Regions from separate parts of the Sus scrofa genome. Here all the other regions are linked to region 2. The links are chromatin contacts, called in public HiChIP or PLAC-seq maps. All regions are on one chromosome and are shown on one strand. Each heading gives the region's core, a stretch centred on a gene start, on an enhancer-like site or on the middle of the called end of the contact. The rest is flanking DNA. Distances are from core to core; before and after follow the strand shown. Region 1 has its middle 110 kb from the start of WDR64. Region 2 overlaps DISP1 (protein dispatched homolog 1). Region 3 overlaps DISP1 (protein dispatched homolog 1).

Region 1 (2,927 bases), core at 424-2,923, 170 kb before region 2:
ATTTCTTCAGAACTAGCTTCCAGGTAACTTTTTCTTCTATTTATAAATAATTTCTTTTCAGTTCTGTCTTTAAATTCCCTTGGCTATTTCATTTTTACTTCTAGAATTATTTTCTTTCACATTTGACCTGGTATTTCTTTCAATATATTAACTTTGTTCATTTCTCATATTTTCAATTCTACTTTTAATCCCTACAATAGTGTTTTAAAATTAGCTTCTTGCTCAATATCCTTTTTTAAAAAATTTTTTTATTTTTTGGCCACACCTGTGCTATGTGGAATTTCCCAAGCCAGGGATGGACCCGAGCCACAGCAATAACAGTGCTTATCTGTGAGGCCACCAGGGAACTCCCATTCCTGTAATAAGTTAATGCATTTCTATTTTAGAGTCTATATCTGATCATTCTAATATCTGGTTTTCTTGGAGATTTAATTCTTCTGAGTGTTGTTGCTGATGATTCTTGTCCTTGGTGGCTTATGGCTGTAGGGTAAGTGTTTTGAGTTCACATATTTAGGCTTTTCCCCAGGGGACTGTTGGCCTGGGGTGAAAGCCTCATCTTTCAGAGGGAGGTATTTGTTTCTATCAGGCACCCATGAGCACCTCCCAACATTTGCCATTTGGGTCTAGTTCTTAGAGATTACTGGGCCACAACTCCTCTTTTCCTCATTTCTTAATGAGTGGAGTCTTTCTTTATATTAATTCTCAACTTGAAAAATGTATGCTTTAACCATGTGTATTCACTGATTTGATTCCTCCAGCATGAGAGAACTGGAAATAAGCTAACTAACCCCTGCAGGAGACTGGTTGCATAAATCATGGTATAGCCGTTGGATGCCACACTGGTCAGTCACTGGAAAAGTAAGATGGATCGGTGTATGCCAATGTGGAACGCCCTGAAAAGCACATAAAAAAAGGATGCAGAAGAGCCTTTTAATTTACTGACATCTACATGTTAAAATGTTTTTATAAATGTAATGGGTGGCATTGTATTATATTCCAATGGTACCTATAATATTATATAAATGTGACATATGTGTATATATACTGTACGTTACCCTTATGCGTAGTTGTTTCTGCATGAACAGTTTCTGGAAGGATGCTTGTTATTGATCGTTAACTCTGGGTAATGACACTGAATAGCTGTGGGACATTTGACCGAATTGGCTTTCTAACACGAGAACATATATTGTTTCAACCTAGGAGTTTTTGTTCATTTTATTTGTTTAAAGATGGCAGGATGAGCGAAGAAACATCAAAAGAGAAGAGAGACCCATTTCACGACTAGGTTGTGTGGTTGCTTCAGTCCTACATTCAAAGCCAGTAACGACATGTAGAATGGGTACCAAAGGAACAATTATACTGCATCTCAGGGGAGCACCTGCTACCTGTACCCCCACCCTGGCCCTGCCCCACCCAAGCCTGCTTATCAATAGATCTCACAAGACAGTGAGAACAGGAGGCAGGACCTGTTTTCTCCCCCTCAGGGGAAGACGAAGCTGAGCCCAGGCCAAGCCCCAAATCTTGAGGGAGCCAACCGGGCACAGGTGCCATGGTTTGTTGCAGCTCCACCCGGACGAACACCTCACTTGGGGCTTTAAGAACAGCTGAGAGCGGGCCCTGCCCTGCCGGTTACCTCATGTGACCAGGGCAAGTCTTGCTTCCTGCGTAGCCTTAAGCACCCTTCCACTCGAAGCTGGACATCAGAGAGCTCTCAGCATACTCTAAATTCCCGCGGAGCTGCCAGGCTTAATGTGTGCCTTCAGGACAAAATTAACCCCCTGACCTTCTCAAGCCTGGTCAGATGCCAGTGAAGAGTGTGTCAAAACCAGCCGTAATAAAGCACAGCCTCTGGGCACGTGGCAGCAAGCCGACCGATGCGTCCTCTGCCTGCCTGCTCCTACCCAGGCTTCCCCAAGGGTCCTGCATTCCTTCCTCCAGGAGAAGACAGAGTGTTAGGGGACAGAGGCTGCAGGTCCCCGTGCCCCTCCCCTGCTTCATTAAGAACGACCTCTTAGGAATTCCTGTCGTGGCGCAGTGGAAACAAAGCCGACTAGGAACCACGAGGTTGCGGGTTTGATCCCTGGCCTCACCCCGTGGGTTATGCTGTGAGCTGTGGTGTAGGTTGCTGACGCAGCTCAGATCCTGTATTGCTGTGGCTGTACTGTAGGCCAGCAGCTGAAGCTCTGATTTGACCCCTAGCCTGGGAACCTCCATGTGCTGCAGGTGCGGCCCTTAAAAAGGACAAAACAAAGCAAAACAAAACAAAATGCCCTCTTAGGAAAACTGCTAAGGAAATTAAGTCTCCTGTTATTTCCATTTGGTGAGGTCCCTGTCCAGGTTTTAGCAGCGTTGGGGTTTGCTCAAGGTCAAAGCCCCAGACGTCATCCTTGCCGTCTTTGGGTCTCACCTCCCACATCCAATTCATTTGCAATCTCATCAGCTCTAGGTCCAAAGGACTTCCCGGGTGTGTGTCCTTCTCCCCATGTCACTGTCACTACCTTAGTCCACGTCACCTGTCCTCTCTCTCTGCCCTGCGATCACATCTCTCCCAACGGCCAAAGCAAACCTTCAAACAGGAAAGTCAAGGTAAGTCAGAGCAGGTCCCTCTCACCGTCAAAGCCCTCTAAGAGCTTCCCCAGACCCTGGGTGTTCACAGCTCCCACCTGCCGCCCTTCTGCCTCCCTCCAGCCCTGTCCCCTCCTGCCCGGCCCTTGCTTATGACTCTCCAGCAACGCACTGGACCCTTTCTGATCCCTGAGCCTGACAGGTGTGTCCCAGGTCCTGCCCTGCTCTTTTGGGCCCCTTTCCATGCCTGGCTGCTTGTCCTGGTTCCAGTCTCAGCCCAGTCACCTCCCCAGGAAAGGCCCTCCTGGCCACACTCTCTGGTCCCCTGCTGCTCCCCGCCCCCCATTTCCCAGTGTTCTCCC
Region 2 (3,084 bases), core at 499-2,998:
TGATTCTATTCTAAAATCCAATCTATCTAAAACATGTCTAAGGGAGTTCCCGTCATGGCCCAGAGGAAACAAATCTGACTAGGAACCATGAGGTGGTGGGTTTGATTCCTGGCCTTGTTCAGTGGGTCAAGGATCCGGTGTTGCCACGAGCTGTGGTGTAGACCGCAGACGCAGCTCAGATCTGGCATTGCTGTGGCTGTGATGCAGGCCAGCAGCTATAGCTCTGATTCGACTCCTAGCCTGGGAACCTCCATATGCCACGGGTGCGGCCCTAAAAGGACAAAAAAACAAAAAATAAACAAATAAAAATAAAAAATAGAAACAATAAAACATGTCTGAGCCATACCAGGGGGGGACAAAAGGAGAACATGTCAATTATAACAAGCTGTGGATGTTTTTAACAAAAACCTTTAGCTTATTTAAACCAGAAAACAGGCTACAAGAAGGAACACAAGTAAAGCCTCTACCAGCCTTTATGTTTTCTAATGAAATACTTCCTCATCAGAAAATTTTTATAGGAGGTTAAAAAGGAGAGGCATGCGAAGGCATTCCAAAATTCCAGAGAAGGGATTTCCTTGAGAAAATATTACTACATATTAGAACATGCACAAGTGTGCCAGGAAACTGGGAAAAGTATCTCAGCTGTACCGTGCTGGGCTGGCATCATACAGAAACTAACAGCCACACTGGTCTAGAAATGTTAAACACAATTTCTTTTTTTCCATTTGTACAGGGGTAACGCAGTGTATTAAATATGGAAGGTCTTATCTACATGGGTTTGATTACAGAAACTAATAAAGTATTCCCTAAATAATGAAGGAAAAAAAAACAAGTGTGCCAGGAAACCTACTGATTATACCCAGAAGTACTGAGGCAAACTTAAGACTTAGCGAGTGTAACTTGCACTTGGCAGGGAAGGGAAGAAGGCATGAGGGCATTCTTGGCACTGGCCTGCTAAGGGGTACAGATTCTGAGAGGGGCCAGTAAGAAGAGGGTGCACCCAGCACCTCTGAAAAGTACGCTTCCAACAGATTCAGACCTCCGCATCTAGGCTCATGGTCCCCAGAGGAGCCTCGGGCTATCTGAATCAAGAGAAGGAAACTAGATTAGGGCAGGCCCTACCCTGCCGTCATCCTCAACGTGAATCAGGAGTCCTCACCGTGGCTCAGCAGTAACGAACTCGACTAGGATCCATGAGGACATGGGTTTGATCCCTGGCCTCACTCAGTGGGTTAAGGATCCAGTGTTGAATGAGCTGTAGTGTAGGTCACTGACGTGGCTCGGATCCCGTGTGACTGTGGCTGTGGTGTAGGCCGGCGGCTACAGCTCCGATTCGACCCCTAGCCTGGGAACCTCCATATGCCGCAGGTGTGCCCGTAAAAAGCAAAAAAAGAAAAGAAAAGTCAAAAGAAATTGACTAACTTGCCCAATTACATACAGCCACATGTAACAGAGCTAGGATATGAGTCAATAGTTTGCTTTCAGGAGAACTAATTTGAAGGATATATTTAACTTACAAAAAATAATCACAGGAGCATGTCTTTAAAAATGCGTCCTAACTACCACCTATCAGCATGAGAACACTATTTACAGCCCTAAGAACCATAGGAAGGGCAGCATTTGGAAAGTACGCCCCCTGGAGGGCAAGTCGGCTCGGGCCTCGCCACGTGGCCGGGACAGACTATCTCTAGAGAGGCCGGGTGGTCCACGGCCGGACCCAGACCAAACTCCTTTTCTGAATTCTCCATTCAACTGCTAAGCCTACCTCTGCCTCGCTTCTACCCAAACCTTCTTCTCCTCAGCATGTGTGTCCTCAGGATGCCCAGCTGCCAGCTGCCCCCTTCATCGCAGGCAGGCAGCCAACGGGGAGGGAAGCCCCCGCCCCCTGCGGCCTCCCCGCCTCACTTTAGGGACCAGCCTGCAAAGGGGGGGCTTCTCTCTGCAGCCACAGACCAGGCACTAGGCTCTGCCACACCTTTTCCTTCTGGCTGGAGAAGGAACAAGCAAACTTCGGAGGAAGTGGGGAAATTGAAAATAAATGGTACAAAGTGCTTCAACTCAGAAACAGAGAACATGAAATAAACACGGTTCTGTAGAAAGGCTGGCACAACATGGTACAATGAACAAGGCCCTGCCGTCAGAGCTGTCACCACCTCAGGACTCGAGCCTTAACTCTGCAGGTACTTGTGACAGACACACTGCCTGCCTCCCAAGGCTCCCATCGACCGATGACACGTCCCATTCACACAGCTCTTCCGAACTTTCTAAAATCCTCTCTTGGCGTCTCATTTAAACCTCACTGCCAACAACCTGCAGCAGAAGTAACTAGCCCTCCCTTTAGTAAAGAGAAACAGAGTAAGACAAACAACGTGTTTTGCACAGAGTGACACAAACAGGAAGAGGAAAAGCCAAGAATCGGGCCCAGGGCCTCAGGCTCCAATTCTACTTCCTGAACAGTCTCTGGGGCGAGCTCTGGTTTCTGTCAAGTGAATTTAGAGCCCGATTCACAACATCTGAAATGAAATGAATGCCTCATAATTCACACATCACATCGTAGTTTCTCACAGTCACGGCAAAGCAGTGGTCAGGTGAGAAACGTGGTCAACAAAGGCCCACAGTGGTGAAGACCGAGGCACAGCAGCGGGCCTGGCCTTTCCTACCCCCGTCGCCTTGGGCCCAGCCCTCCTGCCCCGCTACCAGTCCCGCCCAGTAGTCTAAATACGTCCCTAAATCATCCAACAGAGTCAGAGATCAAAGGTAGTTTACGGTCAGAAAAAGCAGGGTACAAGAGGGTAGCTACGGGCTCTCCAAATAGTAAATACTGTCAACCCAGAGCCCATGAAGCGTCCTTGAACAAAAGACGCTCACCGACGGCCCTGCGACAGCCGAGAACCCTAGCGCTCCAGCGAAGGCCTGTTCTCAGACAGGGATCTACTCCACTCCCAGTCTGTGACAGGCTGTGAAAGCCGAGATTCTGCTACTCAGCATGCTTTCCAAACTCACTTTCCTGATGAAGAAAACAGCAGTGACAAAACAAATAAACACCCATCTACCTTGTTTTTGTGAAAACGATTCCCCACTCCC
Region 3 (3,041 bases), core at 134-2,633, 150 kb before region 2:
TAACCAAATGCTAAAGATGAAAGAGGGGTGCCAACTCAAACTGGAAAAGAAAGCAGAGAATCCTGTCCTTGAATAACCTTTTCAAATAACTGCAGGTTTTCTAAATGTGGGTATGTGACCGAAGATTAAAAAGCTGGACATGACAAACACAAGCCAAATACTACTTTGATAGCTGCTCTCAAAAATAAACGCTAATCAGCCTCTGGAGGGCTGGTCCTCGCATTGAAAGGTGATGCTGGCTAATGTACAACCTCTGGGAAATAGCTTTTAAAATTTTTATTTTCTTTTTTTTTTTTTTTTTTGCTTTTTAGGGCCTCATGTGCAGCATATCGAAGTTCCCAGGCTAGGGATTCAATTGGAGCTGCAGCTGCCGGCCTACACCACAGCCACAGCAACGCCGGATACAAGCCACATCTTCAACCTACACGACAGCTCATGGCAACTCGGGATCCTTAACTCATAGAGCGAGGCCAGGGATCAAACCTGCATCTTCATGGATACTAGTCGGTTTTGTTACTGCTGAGTCACGACGGGAACTCCATGAGAGCAATTTCTTCCTAACTGTTCTGAGGAATATAGACCTTTTCATTCTGGGTGCGCAAAGACGAGGAGTTTTAGGGCCTGATTCTGCTTCTACGGTGACAACCATACCCCTTCCCGCATCCCCGACGCAGACAGTAGTAGGGGCGGAGTTGGCATAAAGTAGGAGGGACAGGAGAGGAGAGAAAAGAACAGCGGCAGAGCTTCAAGCGATTCCTTCACTTTAAAACTAACAGCCAGGCTGGAGATACGTTAAGAGCTGAGAAAAGAGGAAAGGGAAGAAAACCAGGCCCTTAATCCCGGGTTCAGTCAACTGCTGGGCTCTGCTTCCCTTTGTGACCTCGTTCCTCAGGGGTCAAAGGTGAAGGGAGCCTAGAGAGGAAAGAAAAAGCAAGGACTCCACAGCTCTCCTAAGACACATCTCTGGGGTCCTCTAAGTTTTGGGGGGAATAGTCCAGCTGTACCCAAAAGCTGCCTAGTGGAGTTCCCCGGTGGCTCAGCTGGTTAAGGATCAGGCGTTTGCACTGCTGTGGTGCAGGTGTGATCCTTGGCCTGGGAACTTCTGCATGCCCCAGGGGCAGCCAAATAAATAATTTAAAAAAACTATCCTAGAAAAAAGGGTCTTAGGCATCAAATTTCAGATTCTGTCTACAAGCTGATTCCTCTGAGCTGCAACGTCCACACTGTGCAAAGCCTAAGACAGGGTGACGGGCTCCAGCAGAGTCAAGATCACAGGAACACGTATCTTGTGACTAATGACTCTGCCAGCACCTCCCGTAGGAAGGTCAAAGCCGAGGGGAAAAGGGCAGTCAACGGAGGCTCCTTTTGAGATGGTCTGAGCAAACCAGCCTCTGTGACAACCAGAAACGGAAGCTCTGGGCATTGGGGAAGCGACGCCCGCTGAATGGTGAGCATGAGCGGCCTGTAATTTCAGTAGCTCTGGAGTTGGGACTCAAGGTGCTGTAAGCGCCGGCAGGTGACCCTGAAACAGCCGTCTCTGCACTACTACGCTGATTCCCAGGCATTTTCTGGCGTCGAACCACCACACCTGAGCTCTCCGGCTCTGAATCACTTGCTGTGTGTGCCATCCCACTCAATACTGTCAGTAACCAAGGGCTTGGGAATGCCAGCTGGGAGGGGTCGGGCGAGGGAAGGACCTCGGACTGCCACAACACAGGCGGGTCCTATAAGGCTCCTGAGCCGGGAGAGCCAACAAGACACAGTCACCATCCGAACTCCAAACCGTTAACCAGTCGTTGTTTAGGACATCCCTGAATATCCTGTCTCCAGGAGAAACATCGATTATTCTGGGCTCGTAGCCGAGTTCGAGACTAGAATATAAGAGCATTTGCCATTAGCGAAAATAGTAGTTAACTTCAAAAGTTAAAATTACGACCATGCTCCCTGAGGTGGAATTTTGGGGCCTTGATTCTGTGTAATCATTAATTGGTGTGTATCTGTCATTGGCTTGACCATGCCTTCAGACTCTCCCTCAGATTTTCACAGGAGGACCAAAAATTGCTGTATTCTTGCCAGGGATGGGACTTGAACTCACAGCTATCCAATCCTAACGAGCCCAGTAGAGGATAAAACCCAGCAGAGTACATGGCTTCTTTCTGATGGTCTAAATTTTGCCAATTCATCAAGCCAAACCCTTAGACACTACACATTTAGATGCCATTGACGTCTCCTCTGTAGAAATGTGTCTGTGGTCCTGCTTTCCTGCCACCAGCCTACCTGAGGGTTTACAGATCAGCTGAGATTCAGTCCTGCTGTTTCCTCGCAACAACATGTGTCTTTTATGACGCCCGTGGGAATGATCCTTTCCTGAATGAGAAAGATGGGCTTCTTCGAAAAACAAATTTGTTACCCGACTCAAATGACTTTTGTCTCTGAGTACAAACTCCTTTTTGCTCTGGCTGTCGGGGAGGCTACGACTGGTTTGGAGCCACCACTCAAACATACAAGCTTCTAGGGTGTGCGTTCCCGTGTTAACTCTCGTCCTGAGCTTTCTTATTTCCCCCTGTTATTTTCCCTTCATGAAATTCATTCAACTCATTTATCTAATCCTTTCTGTTATGCCTTTTTGTAAGCTACCTACTGATTTTTATCATCTGCTAAGTGTGTATATACACATATATAAAATTATATATAAAACAAGACATGGCACAGTACTGCTTACTGGCTTTTCAGTCTTTGAGTCCATTAAGTCTTACATGTACTCATAGAATAAACTGCTAGCTCTTAAAAAAAAAAAAGGTACTTATTCTAGGCCATGATGAGTCTCTGAGGTTGAGTTGAGTGGGAAATGGCAAATACAGTAAAACCAGACAAAACAAAAATGGGAGGGGGGGGCAGTAATACGTATTATGGAAGCATGAAGAACGGTGGACAGAGGCACAGACTCTGGAATTGGATTTGGCTGGGTTCAGATCCTGCATCTGCCACTTACCACCTGCGTGAACATTCCTTACCTGTAAAGGAGGCAAAATAACAGTGTT

The links. HiChIP or PLAC-seq counts read pairs in DNA pulled down with a chosen protein or histone mark.
Region 1: a contact with region 2 is called in an H3K27ac HiChIP or PLAC-seq map of skeletal muscle. The contact joins two enhancer-like sites. A contact is called at or near these places in 1 of 47 Hi-C or Micro-C datasets (epiblast stem cells) and 2 of 2 datasets of contacts at active chromatin or transcription factors (alveolar macrophages and skeletal muscle).
Region 3: an H3K27ac HiChIP or PLAC-seq map of alveolar macrophages shows a contact between it and region 2. The contact joins two enhancer-like sites. A contact is called at or near these places in 2 of 2 datasets of contacts at active chromatin or transcription factors (alveolar macrophages and skeletal muscle).

Annotation. Positions count from the first base shown.
Region 1 is chr10:11,726,132-11,729,058 of Sscrofa11.1, reverse strand. No RefSeq gene overlaps it. Among named protein-coding and RNA genes, the nearest start is that of WDR64, 110 kb to the left of the region's middle. Within about 2 kb of position 1,673, at least 5 of the 83 cell types and tissues checked have an H3K27ac peak or open chromatin away from gene starts, as enhancers often do. A contact at or near this core is called in skeletal muscle, where this site is marked.
Region 2 is chr10:11,552,890-11,555,973 of Sscrofa11.1, reverse strand. All of the region lies in intron 1 of DISP1 (protein dispatched homolog 1), which reads right to left. Among named protein-coding and RNA genes, the nearest start is that of DISP1, 28 kb to the right of the region's middle. Within about 2 kb of position 1,748, at least 22 of the 83 cell types and tissues checked have an H3K27ac peak or open chromatin away from gene starts, as enhancers often do. A contact at or near this core is called in alveolar macrophages and skeletal muscle, where this site is marked.
Region 3 is chr10:11,701,298-11,704,338 of Sscrofa11.1, reverse strand. The region is part of intron 7 of DISP1 (protein dispatched homolog 1); the gene reads right to left. Among named protein-coding and RNA genes, the nearest start is that of WDR64, 130 kb to the left of the region's middle. Within about 2 kb of position 1,383, at least 1 of the 83 cell types and tissues checked has an H3K27ac peak or open chromatin away from gene starts, as enhancers often do. A contact at or near this core is called in alveolar macrophages, where this site is marked.